Linked DNA regions of Athene noctua: region 1 is linked to region 2. A link is a contact called in public Hi-C data. All regions are on one chromosome and are shown on one strand. The core of a region is the stretch at or near the end of the contact, and the rest is flanking DNA. Distances in the headings are between cores, read along the strand shown.

Region 1 (3,625 bases), core at 1,001-3,500, 190 kb after region 2:
GGGTTCATGGGGAATCAAGCGTCTTCCCCAGAAACTCCCTGAGCCGAAAACTGTCCCAGAGCCATCCTCCTCCCGCTGCCCCAAGCTCTGGGGCTGAGTGTGTCCCCAGGAGCATGCAGGCAGATGTCCGTTTTGGCAGCGGGGCCCCCTGTCCCGTGGGAGGAGCGCTGGCTCTGCAGAGGGGATGTAACCCTGGCACGAGATGCTCAGCAGCCTGTTTCCCTGGGTGGCTGCAGCGCTGTGATAAGCCCTTCCACCTCATGTTTACTGTGGAGGTGCCACTCAGTGTGGAGCTGTTCCTGAGGTCTCTTTCCAAACCCTATGGGCTGTGCAGGTTTACCTGCCCAGGATTTTCCCTGTGCCCTTTTCAGGTCTGTCTGAATACCCCAGTCAGGAGCCCATCAGCGCTGCCCTGGGAGCATCGGGGCCAGCCTGATTGTTCCTCCTTTCTGAAAATCCCCTCCTCTGCAGCGAGGAGCTCTCTCCCGTTTGCTGCCAGGCCCTGCAGTGCAGTGGGGAAGGCAGCTGGAGGGCTGCCCACAATGGCAGTGATGCCCAGGAAAGCTGGGCTCAGCAAGTTGATGGGTGGCCCCGTGACCCTGGCCCCGCTCTCAGCAGAGCTGATGGAGGCACCGAAGCTTCGGGAGTCGGCTAGCGCTTCCCTGCCATGCCCTCCCCCCCCCCCCTCCCCGGGAGGCTCTGGGCTTTGGGCTTGTTCCCGACTGTCAGGGAGAGGTGGGGGGACGGGACATGGAGCGGGGACTGTGTCTCCCTGTGCAGACGCCTTCCAGAAGGGATGTCTGGGAACAGGATGGGGCTGAGCAAAACGGATCGAAGAGGCTGGGTGCCTGCTGGGGCAGAGGGCTCATCGGGTGGCACCTGCTTGTCCTCGTCCCTTTGGGTAAGGAACCAACTCTCACCAGCCCCCCCTTGGGTTCAGTGTGTGCTGGGGGCTGTCCTGAGAACCCCTGGGGACACCATGCCATCCGCTGATGGTGCTGCCAGCACCAGAGGTTTCCTTTAGTTCATCCATGGCCCTTCTGAAGCGGTCATCCTGTGCCCTTGTCCTCTCCTTGGGGCAAGGTGGGGTGCAGAGCTCGCAGCTGGGGAAGCCGGGCTCAGCCTCTGGTGTGATGTGCTGACACCAAGACTGTTGTCCTGCTGATGCTGCTGTGCTGCTGACACAGAGTGCTGAGCACGTGGAGCAAGGGGCTCCTCTGGCCCAGGGGCTGGGACCACCACACAGCAACCCAACATAGATCTGCAAGAAAATACTCCAGGGATTTCAATGTGTTGACCAGGAGGCAGTGCCCACGGTGGGCTGCAGGAAGGGGGGCTGCCTGAGAGCTGTTTGGAGCCTGTGTGGCACCTCGTGGGGCTGGAGGAACGGCTGTGCTGCGAGCCCCACCGTGGACCACGGGAATCTCTGCCTTTGCAGCCATGCCTCTCCTCCAGCACAGGGGAGGGGAGTTGGCCCCACCTGGGGAGCGAGCAGCTGGAGGACGTGAGTGGGCGAGAGGATGAGCAGGAAGCAAGCAGCAAGCAAGGCTTTCCTTCTTGCTAATGAAAACCAGGAGCTCTGCAACCTCAGAGTGCAGCAGTGCCTTGTGAAAACTGCGTTGCAGAGCTGTTCGGGTGTCCTCCAGGCAGCACAGCCCCTGTGCTGGGATTCCCTGGGAAGATGGATGACAGCAGCAGAGGCCAAGGCATGGAGACCGGGGAGTTCTGGCTTTAACAAGGACCATGTCTGGCTGATTTGGCAATGCCTAGGTGGGATGCCTTCCCCTCCAAGTGGAAAATGTTAGGCTTGGATTTTGTTCAAAGTCAGCACATGGTGTATTGAGCAGCTCCTCGGTCTTTCCACTTTTTTTAAGGACAGTGCAGGGCAGGAGGTCTCCTGCCAACTAAATTCCTGTTTGAATGGGATCTTGACAGCTTGATTGCAGTGTTGTTGCAAGGTAGTATTTGCCCTCCCAAGGGGCAAAAGTGATGGTGCATCCTGATGGCAAAGGTCTCTCCTCCAAGCTGGATGCAGTAACTAGTGCTCTGGCTTCTGTCCTGTTTTCTGGTGCTTACAGAGGCCCTGGCTCATCTTCATCAAGGCCCTTTATGTGTTTGCCTCGGTTTCCCTAGAGGCTTAGTTGTCCCCATGATGGGGCTGTGTTTGCAGCTGTGAAATGATTCTTCTAAACTCACATTGTGTTTAGCTGCTGGAGCCCTCTTCTCCTACCTGAGTTTATTCCCGTCTCTCACTTGCAGTCTCAAACAATGAACTACGTGGGGCAGCTTGCTGAGACAGTCTTTGTCACGGTGAAGGAGCTGTACCGGGGTCTGAACCCTGCCACCCTGACGGGCTGCATCGATGTGGTCGTGGTGAGGCAGCCCGATAACTCCTTCCAGTGCTCCCCGTTTCATGTGCGCTTTGGTAAGCTGGGTGTGCTGCGCTCCAAGGAGAAGGTGGTAAGTGGTGCCTGCCCTGGGACTATGCTTCCTCTCTGGTGTCTTCAGACCTAGGAATTTCCATAACGTACAGGTTATGGAAAAACTTTGTTTGAGGGACTGGGAGCCCTGCTGAAAGGGGTGCTTGCCAAATTTTTGAGGGATGCCTCTGAATGAAACACATACTCTTCCAAAGAAGACTGAGCTTCCTAGGAAAATTGGGAGGGGTCCCTTGCCTCAAAGGTGGGGTGGCTGTCAGCCCTCTGAACGACCCTAACCTGTCCTGTCCCTGGGGAAGTGCCTTGCTGTATGCTGATGGGTGAGTGGGTTCAGATGGACAGGCTGCTTCTGCTCCTTGCCAGGTTGACATTGAAATCAATGGGGAGCCTGTGGACCTGCACATGAAGCTGGGTGACAATGGAGAGGCCTTCTTTGTTCAGGAATCAGAGGAGAATGAGGTTGGTAATGAAGTAGTACTGCTGGTCTTGGTCCTCCTGTGACTGCTTGGAAGTGCAGGCTTGAGGTGGAAGAACCGGGTTTGGACTGGTCATCTTCCCCAGGGTGACTCCATTATTCCTTCTGTTGTGTGTGTCCAGAAAGGTTCCCACTTGAAGGATCTTACAACCAGCATGGAGGATCTGACTATTGGAGCACTCTGAGGAAGCATTAGACCAAATATCTGCATCCCAGACTGGCCTCCATCAATGGGCATGGCTGCTGGCCAGCTAGGCAGATATCTCAGAGCTTGGCCTCTTGGGGGAATCTTGTGACAGGGATGAGAGTGAGCCAGATGCTGTGGCAGGCTGCCCACTCCACTGGGAAGCAGGATGGGACTAGTTGTGGCTTCCAGAAATCTTGGCAGCTCTCTCCCAGGCTGACTTGTGGTCGCTGCTGGCTTGGGCTGGGTTTGAGAGCAGGGAGAGGGCTCTAGATCCGAATCCCATCTGCAGCCTTTGTAATTCTGGTCTCATGGTGCCATCTCCTGCCTGCCTTTCCTTGACTGTGTTAAAGACGTCTTTAGCTTGTGGCTGGATAACCCTGCTTCTTTTCTTATTCACATGTTGTATGAACAAAACCTTTCCTTTGGGCCTAGCCACAAAACCACCCCCATGTTGAGGGCCTGGTGGTGTATGTCGCCTGGATGAGAGCCGTGAGCTGCCAGGCTGAAAAGGAAGGTGCTGGAGCT
Region 2 (3,425 bases), core at 210-2,709:
ATTTGGGTTGGGGCAGGAGGGTGTTTTTCCAGGAGGTATGTGATTCATGCTCACATTAGCTAAAAGAAAATAAAGCTTTTGTTTCCTTTTTACCCTCCGTTTCCTCGTGAGAGAAAAAAATTAAAGGGTCTATTTATGCTGGAAGAAAAGTCGTGCTGGCTGATCCCTTTTTTAAAGCAGAAAGCTCTTTATTTGCAATGCACGGTTGCTGTCCTTGACTTTAACAAGCCAAACCTGCCCAATCTGCATCCCTCTTAGCATCACTCTTATGTGGATTTGGGGCAGTGGTACAGTGCCTCAGCACAACGTACTCTCTGCATGGTCACTGTGGCCTCTGCGTTTCAGCCCAGTTCAGTCGGGTTGACAGACTCCTAACAAGAGGTCAGGTGCCCGCTGGGCTCTCTGCAGGACAGGTACACATGCCACACTCGGCTCCTTTCCTGCCAAAGGGAACTGACAGCTGCGTCTTTTTGAAATGCTCAAAATCAACCTGCACATCAGGCCATTTGTGCTTACACGAGTTCTGTAAGTGTGACTCAGCCGAGATCGCAGAGTTCCTCCCGTGGAGAGCAGGCACAGGAGAAAGGCCTGTCAGGCCCAAGCCTACCAGCAGCCCATCTGGAGGGACGGCACAACCCAGGTGGAGTTGCCCAGCACAGACAACACCGTCTGTGCTTCCATGCACCGCAGCCCTGCCCGGCACTGACCTGGATGTGTAAGCATGGGCATTACCCGGGCGCTGGAACAGCACAGCTGCTGTTCACGGTTAAACCCTGCCCGGGGGTGGAGGGCAGGCCTGCCAGGCCCCGGCCATGCCCCGAGGGCCCCTAAGGAAACGCAGCAGCCCGTTGTTCCTTTAGCAGATGCTGTGGTGCCCCGCAGGGTGCTCACGATGTATGGTGCTGGTTATCACGGCGGTGCGGGGGGACGCACCCCGCCACGGCCGCCCACCCCGCCGCCAGGGCGCCGCCATGCTCCCCGGACAGGCGGGGGCGAGGCCTTGTATGCAAATAAAGCCGGCGGCCTGCCGTGTGGGATGGGGCGCATGCGCAGTGCGCGCACAGTGGGGCACGGGTTCTTACACAATGCGCCGGGCTGCTCCCGCGGCGGGGAGGGGAGCGGCGGGGCGGGCCGAGCATGTAAATGAGGGGCGGTTCTGGCTGCGCGATTGGAGAAGGGGAGGAAGAGGCGTGACCGGATATGTAAAAATCGAGCCGGCGCGGGCGTGTGGGAGGGGCCGAGCGAGAGGGTTGCGCCTGGGGGGGCGGCACACTTGAGGGGCGTGGCCCGTATGCAAATCTCGCCGGCTCGCTCGCGGGGAAGGGGCGTGACTCGGATGCAAATATTGGAGCTGCCGTTTCGTAGGTCCCGCCCCACTGTTCCGCCCATCGTCGCCTTGGCCCCGCCCCGCTTGTAAAAGCCGTTGCGCCTGCGCAGTGCGCCGAAATGAGGACTTAGTCTGTTACACAACCGCGGCGGAGACAGGCGCTGCGCTTTCCCTCGAGTCCAGGCTCGGTGCGGCTCTCCTCGGCTCTCCTCTCCTCCTGCTCCGCTCCGTCGGGCCTCCCGCACCTCCAGCATGAGCGGGGACCAGCTGCACAACGATTCCCAGGTGAGCGACCCTTCACCGCCCGCGGGGGCCCGCTCCCGGGGGACCCCGGCCCCTCGCCGCCGAGGCTGCGGGGTCCTTGCTTCCCGTCAGGGTCGGCCCTGGGGGCCCGGCTGACACCAAACTCCCCCCTCCTTTAACCTCGGTGAGGGGAGACGTGCCCTGCCGCTGCCCCTTGCCTGCCCCCGCTCGGGGTAGCCCACGCGTCTGGGGAGAGCCCTGTCAACCCGGCCTGTCCGCCCGCGTCGTGCTGGGGAGCCCCCATCCACCGAGCGCCCCCCGCCTCGGGACCCGTTTCTACCCAGATGGGGGGTGGTGGGGGAAAGGGGACTTGTGTGGGACCCCCTGCCTGCGGGAAGGGGGGGGGGCGGCTGGCCACCTTCCCTTGACTCGCTCCCCTCTGGGGGGGTCACCCCAGGAGCCGTGCGGCTGCCGGGGGACGGTTCACCACCATCACCCCCCCCCGTCACGGAGGGAACCTTCTGCATCGCGCTGGTCATTTCTCATTTGATATTTAATTTCCCTAAAAATGAGAATGAAGGAAGGGGGGAGAAAAAAATCCAGCGCGCCCCCCCCCCTCCCCCCCGCCCCCAAAAAATAAATCCCCCGGCGGGACGGCGTTTTTCACGGTCTCTCCCTGTCTGCTCTCCCCGCAGATCGAGGCGGATTTCCGAGCGAACGGTGAGTGTGGCCCCGGCGCGCCCCTCGCCTCGCCGCGCCGGCCGCGCACAGACATGGCGTCCCAGAGACTAAGTCCCGGCTCCTCGCTCACCGGCCCCATTGTTCCCATCGAGCTGCCAAAAGCGCCCCTTTCCCGGCCGCCTCGCCCCCCCCCGACCCCCGCTTCCCGTAGTGGGGGCACCGGAGGCCCCCGATCCGAGCCCATCGGCTCTCCCGGGGTCCCCTTTGGGCCCCGATTCCTCCCTGGAAAGTCGCCTTGTCGACGGTCGGGACTTAGTCTCTGCGCCATTTTCTTTTTCTCCTCTCTTCTGTGTGGCTTTCTCTCCTTCTCCTCCTCCCCGAGCTGCCGGTGAGGAGCCTTCTACAGAGGCACCGGATGGCGATTCCCGGCCCCCAGCCCCTTCTTAAGGGAGGGGAAAGCAAAGTTTTTAACTAAAATAAATCCCCAAGCCGTTTTTTATCGCAGCCTCCCTCCCCCCACTGCTCTCTGTCTCTGTTCCTTTCAGGGAATCCCTCCCTTCCCCTAAAATGAAAGGTGATTGCAACATGTTGCTCTTTAAAAGAATCTGCTGCATCCATTTTAAGATCCGTCTTATTTCTTTCCTTGCTATTTAATTGATGTAACTTTGCCTTGTTGGGTGGGGCTTTTTAATTAAAATAAAAGCCCACATTAAAAAAAGAAACCCCAAACAACAAAAAAACCTGACAGTGTAGACAATTCCAGAAAGGTAGAGAGCATCACTTCAGAAAGTTTTCAATTAAGTGTTCATTTCGTTAAGAAACATTATGGGAGTCCTGTAATTTTATATATATGTATATATTTATATATGAATATACACACATATATTTATATTCATATATACACATGTATAATACTATCTTTTCTAATCAGCCTGATGGCTGCTAACTTCTTCTGATTGTTCATTTTTCTAGGAAGTAAAAGCTCTTTTTTACTTTCCCCCCCCTCAGTTGGTAGGTGTCAAATTGAAGGGCTCAAGCAGGGTGAAGGGGAGTTGAGGACATGCAACCTACCTTTGTGTCTATGTGTTACTGTATGGAATGTGTAAGGAGCTCTGAGCTGTCCTCTGACTGGTGAGGTGGTAGAGGACAAAACATTACCTGCTTGACCTGTAGT

The links. A called contact is a pair of places that touch in the nucleus more often than the background predicts.
Region 1: a contact with region 2 is called in a Hi-C map of liver, with 6 times the contacts expected there. The contact joins the promoter of LPIN3 here to the promoter of TOP1 in region 2. A contact is called at or near these places in 2 of 2 Hi-C or Micro-C datasets (heart and liver).

What each region holds. Positions count from the first base shown.
Region 1 is chr16:5,787,114-5,790,738 of bAthNoc1.hap1.1, forward strand. It overlaps LPIN3 (lipin 3), which reads left to right and starts at 2,251. Exons shown (of 19, transcript XM_074920050.1): 1 at 2,251-2,460; 2 at 2,802-2,897. The coding sequence starts at 2,269.
Region 2 is chr16:5,602,768-5,606,192 of bAthNoc1.hap1.1, forward strand. TOP1 (DNA topoisomerase I) reads left to right here and starts at 1,460. Exons shown (of 21, transcript XM_074920146.1): 1 at 1,460-1,612; 2 at 2,266-2,290. The coding sequence starts at 1,580.